Linked DNA regions of Zea mays: region 2 is linked to region 1. The links are chromatin contacts, called in public Hi-C maps. All regions are on one chromosome and are shown on one strand. Each heading gives the region's core, a stretch centred on a gene start, on an enhancer-like site or on the middle of the called end of the contact. The rest is flanking DNA. Distances are from core to core; before and after follow the strand shown. Region 1 holds the start of LOC103646585 (receptor kinase-like protein Xa21). Region 2 has its middle 24 kb from the start of LOC103646587.

Evidence for each region. A called contact is a pair of places that touch in the nucleus more often than the background predicts.
Region 2: a contact with region 1 is called in a Hi-C map of leaf, with 4 times the contacts expected there. The contact joins the enhancer-like site here to the promoter of LOC103646585 in region 1.

Annotation. Positions count from the first base shown.
Region 1 is chr2:74,217,330-74,220,196 of Zm-B73-REFERENCE-NAM-5.0, reverse strand. It overlaps LOC103646585 (receptor kinase-like protein Xa21), which reads right to left and starts at 1,559. Exons shown (of 2, transcript XM_008671287.3): 1 at 1-1,559. The coding sequence starts at 1,453. It overlaps LOC103646584 (a long non-coding RNA gene), which reads left to right. Exons shown (of 3, transcript XR_562284.4): 3 at 193-1,642.
Region 2 is chr2:74,496,483-74,499,182 of Zm-B73-REFERENCE-NAM-5.0, reverse strand. No RefSeq gene overlaps it. Among protein-coding and RNA genes, the nearest start is that of LOC103646587, 24 kb to the right of the region's middle. Within about 2 kb of position 1,357, at least 14 of the 20 cell types and tissues checked have an H3K27ac peak or open chromatin away from gene starts, as enhancers often do. A contact at or near this core is called in leaf, where this site is marked.

The DNA of each region.
Region 1 (2,867 bases), core at 310-2,809:
AAAACCAATTGGTAGCTTTAAGAATGTCTCCATAAGACACCTTCTTCATTGTCTCTCTGTAGCTTTCAGATGGCTGGGTTATTCTTCCCTTCGTAACAGTGGTAAGAACACATAAAAATGACAACAAAGCGATAATAACTGGTGGAACTGTTATCAGCAGTAGGCGTTCATTAATTTTTCTTTCTCTTGCAGATGTGATGTGGCAGATCGGCAATGCAAATATGTCAATTTGTTGACATAACGCCTTGTTACCTTCTAACATGACTGCATTAGAATTTGTGAAGATACCACTGGTTGGAATTGGTCCTTCTAGTCTGTTGTATGATAGATTAAGATAATCTAAGGTACTGAAGTTCTCGAAGAAATCTGGAATTTGACCAGATAAGATGTTTTCAGAGAGATCCATGTGTTGTATGCCCTTCAGTGTATTGAGAGACTGTGGAATAACCCCATCGAGCATGTTGCCTTCCATCTGAAGGGATAACAATAAAACACACTGCCCAAGTTCAGATGGTATTTCACCAGATAACTTGTTGCTGGAAACATTCAGTAAGCCAAGATTGATCAGTTTTCCAATCTGTGATGGTATTGTTCCTATAAGATTGTTGTTTGATAAGTCCAACCCCAAAGAAAGCGAAGAAATACTGAGGATTTCACTTGGTATGGATCCATTAAGGCTATTGACTGATAAATTTAACATAGCCAACCTTGTGCACTGCACTAGTTGTGCTGGTATGCGTCCAGATAACGTATTGTCATCCAGGTAAAGCTGGATCAGTTGAGGGAGATAGCCAATTCTGGCTGGGATTTCACCTGACAAGCTGTTTGTGGACAGTGCCAGGACAACCAAATTTGATAAATTCCCAATAGTCCAGGGAATGATTCCTGAAAGCATGTTTTGGTCCATGGCAAGTTTTGTGAGACTCACAAGTTTTCCTATCTCAGGTGGTATAGTTCCTGATAGGAGGTTCTTCGAGAGGATTAGAGTCTGAAGTAGGGGTAGTGAACCTATTTCATCAGGTATCTCCCCAGAAATCGAATTGTTTGAGAGATCCATCTGCACTAGGGAAGTAAGATTTGCTACGCAACTTGATAGTTTTCCTCTGAGTTGCACTGACCTTAGCTTCAAGGATGCCACGCGGATTGGGATGGCCGTGCTGCAGGTGACCCCTTCCCATTTGCAGAAGTTCAGTGAGTCGTTGCTCCATGATCCTAGGACACCAGCAGAGTTCCCGGAGAGACCAGACTTGAAGCAAAGGAGGGCTTGCCGGTCATCCTCTGACCTATTGCTGGCCTGCGCTGATGATAGCGTTGCTGTGTTGGAGGAGATTAATATGAAGATGCTGCACAGAAGGAAGTGTGCATGGCGATGAGATGGAGATTTCGAATCAAGAACCCCAGGAACCATGCCTCTATGCTGATAGTATGCTTTTGATTTGTGATTTTTTGCCATGAAATGCGTTCGGAGTAGAGAAACTTGTACATTTCTACTTTGCTCAACGAGAAAACTCAGAAAAGTCTATAGAACAGAACAAGTGAACATCCATAGCGAGAGGGACATGTGAGATCAGGAATCTGTGCACAATCTGCCCTACCATTATATATTATTATATTACATTTTGTTCGCAATACAAATTCACCATATCTTGATTTTTTAAATTAGTCCTGCATCAAATTGACGCTACCTATCAGTTCAAATCATTAACAATAATTGATTCTCCATGATTACCACAATATTTGATTATAAAATATCACCTAATAATCTATTCATACTGTGTGATTTCAATGCTATTTCAGTTTTATAATTGACTTGAAAGAAACGCTCTAGATTCCAGTGCTATTTAAAGGAGTGTACCTAGTCCACCAAACACACTTTAGTTGACTCCGCGTATTACCGGCTACCGGGTCATACGTCAATTAGTTCTATGAAAATAAGCTAGCCTTGCTAATAATGAAAAAACAACTGATGGAGGGCAATTGTAAAATCGTGTGTGATTAAAAATTGGTTTATATTGATGTTGGCTTTGCAAAGTGATTTACATAATATAGATGTTATGTATGTGTGTTTATATAAGATTTTGATATTGGATGTTGTGTATACATGCTTACTAATTGGTTGTTTGTGTGTTACTACAGTTTCTATATTAAAAAATTTCTAATATCTATTTTTTATTGAACACAAATGGTTAGAAGCTCCGGTGGTTAGAACCTGGGCGCGTGAGGGGGAGGGCAATGGTTCGAACTCCAGCACATCGCCGTAGGAGGTGAGAAACTTCCACTTAAATATAGTAAAGATATATGTGAAACAATTGCGTGTGTTGGCATGCAATATCTAAAAAGAGAAAAAAATAAAAAAAAGTGGAAAAAGAAAAAAATGCAACTTGGCTAGCTTAGCCTAGCAACCCCAGCAGGCGATTGATGCACAGCCCAACGACCGACTGTGGCCAGGTAGCGGTAGCGTGTTGCCTATGTGGGCATACAACCTAAGAGAGACTGAAATGGGCCAAAATAGGGCTTATGTTCTTTAGCCTATATAGAGTAGATTATCAAAGTGCTCATATATTGTTGTGGTTTTTATTTTATGCTTAAGTATAGAATATAAAGATATGTGTGTTCTGTTGTTTAGGTGAGTGTGAATGTGGGTTTAGAGCCAACAAACATGGTGTACGGGTATACATGTCCTGATAGACCAGGCATGCTGAACGGTCCATGACTGTGGGAGATAGATATCCCCGAGTCCTTACGAGCACAGAAACGTTGTTCCGTCTCGCCTGAGGTCAACCTCAAACGAGAGACGATGTTTAGTCTCGACCAAGGCCAACCTCAGATGGGAGACGTTGTTCCGTCTCGCTCGAGGCCAACCTCGG
Region 2 (2,700 bases), core at 108-2,607, 280 kb before region 1:
TCTTCAAAGCAATATATAGACTCTTTATTAAGTTGGCAATATATCCGGTGCAAACCGGTACTTTTGTGCAATTAAACTCCATGCAAACTAACTTTAACAAAAGTAAAAAAAAATTCTCAAAACAATTATGGATGTACTTCTTTGCCCACTCTACCGTTGTATAAAATTTCAATTTCAAATTCATTATATATTAAAAGATACAAAAAAAGAAAATTCTGAGATAATTTTCAATTTTTTATTTCTTAACATATGATGAATTTAAACTTCAAAATTTATACAATGGTAGAATAGGGAATGAAGTACACCTATAATTTTTTTGAGAGTTTTTTTTTGTCACTTTTGTTTGTAGGTTTGCAAAGAGTTTACACGGAAACTTGGTTTGTACATGATCAACTAATTCGCTTGGTTTTAAGTACCGGTTTCTAATCCTTCTACATTGTTTTTGTCTTTATATATGAATTACAGTTTCAGCAGTCCAAACAGTCGGCTTTAATCTAAAGCGAATAGAGGATACGTTGCCCTTTAAGCTAGTCAAACAACCCTGCAAACACATGCCAGGTTGACGAAAATGACGTGAGGATTACATGATCTTCCAGAAAAAAAAACAGAGTCGTCAATTAGTTTGAGAAAGAAAAAAAACTAACGGAAATAGCTTCAAATAGCACGGCTCAATCGATCTGCACTGCAGATGAGTGCGGCGCGGCAAAATTGACAGCAGGGACTGCACAGTTAGCTCGTTTTCTAATCGTTGCGTGTTTACTTACGCAAACCGTATATGCAAATGTATAATCAAATCAACCTTACAATTTGTACCAAGCATTTTTTTCGTCCAGGTGAAAAATATCCGTCTGATTGGTTCGCTGGCCGCATGCCCGCATATATATATACAATTTGTACCAAGCATTTTTTTCGTCGAGGCTTACGTGAGACTGGTTGGTTGGATACTGACATTTCTGGCGTACATGCAGCAAATAACTTTAAAATAACTTATTTTGAAACGGACCAAATAGACATTCAGCTAAAATCAACGTATTTTATGTCTAGAGTAGCTAGATATATATATGACCGTAACGTCTTTATATTTGGTCTTTATATTTGAATACGGATAATTAAACGCAAGCATGATTAGCGTGGGAGAGTCAGAAAAGAAATAATGTATATATCCTTAAACTAGAACCAAGCGATGCAAGAAGTCCAAGCCAAGACTGTGTCGACGTACTACGAAGCTGCATGCGGCCTGCAGGCTGCAGCTCGCGCGCGTTCATTGCTTTTGGCATGACCATATTTATGTACTATCATGTAGTGGTGTGCCTTGTACGTTGTCAAGGAAACAGCGTATGCACGCATGCACACTGCACGGCGGCGTCGCACGCGAGGAGTGCGTGGTCGATGCGTCGAGCGAGAAGGCTGGTGTGGTGGTGGAACCCGCGGCGGAACGACGACTGAGTCGCCACAGACCCGCAGGCCGCAGCCTCCCCGCAGCGGACGACGAGACGACTCAGCTCGCATGCACGGCGCGGCGGCGGCTATAGGCCGTAGCTTGGTAGACACGCATGCATGCATGCGTGCTCTGCTGGCTGGTGAACGCCAGACACGTAGTACGTATGCGCAGCTGGAAACTATTAGCTGCAATTGCCAAGGCGAAGCTACTACTCTGGTACTGGGGGCTGGGGCTAGCAGCAGCTGGTGCATATGCGCACGGAAGTTGCGCACACGAGAGAGAGAGAGAGAGAGAGAGAGAGAGAGAGAGAGAGAGATTAGTTTTGAGGGCCCGGGGGACTCTGCCTCGTGTTGCGTTGTGTAACTACTACTCTACTTGGCTTGCTTGCAAAGGTACGTAGCCTAGCCCGTGTGCACGCATTCTACTACTGCCAATGGAAAAAAAATACATATATATAGAGTACATGCACGCGTACGTGTACTGTATATATATACAATGCTAGTTTGGCAGCGAGAAGCCGTGTATGCATGCATATGCTAACATTCTTCCCATACATGCGCCTCTTTGACGGATGTTCCCGTGTGTTTACGTTATCGAAACCACGCACACAGGTCGTCGCCATCGATCAGGGCTCTCTCGCTTTAAATGCAGAAATTTATATTGGTTTGTTTGAGCAGTTTTATATGTGTTTCAATTGGTGGCGCAAATTTAATTAAACATCAATATGTTAATACACACTAATCAAACACGTATTCATTAAGTAACAGTTTCCATGTATATATGTATGTATTCATTATCATGTAGGGTGAAGCTAGGTTACAAACCGTGGATGTACATATACCCACGAAATTTTACGAAAGTAGTGAAAAAGATTAGATTTTCACCATATATATACCATCTATAATATATTACTATACATGCTCAACCTATTTTAGCTTCGCCATTGTTATCATTTGAATGAATATCGACGGAAAAAAAGTGTGCTAAAAAAGAACTATATTTTAGAATAAAGATAGTATATATGCATGAGCTATTCCGACCTACCTCGTTTTGATTGGTTCAACCTGGCCGGGCCGACCTGGTAGCTAAGCTAGCTAGCTTTGACGGGAAGCATACATACATACTGTGCGTGGGATTGGTACGTGCTTCATGAAATCAAGGCTGGCATGGCAGGGCCATATGGGCATGCATGCAACGAATTGTAAATGGACAGTCGTCGTCCTCCACTCCTTGCATTCAGTGCATAGAGAAACAATCCA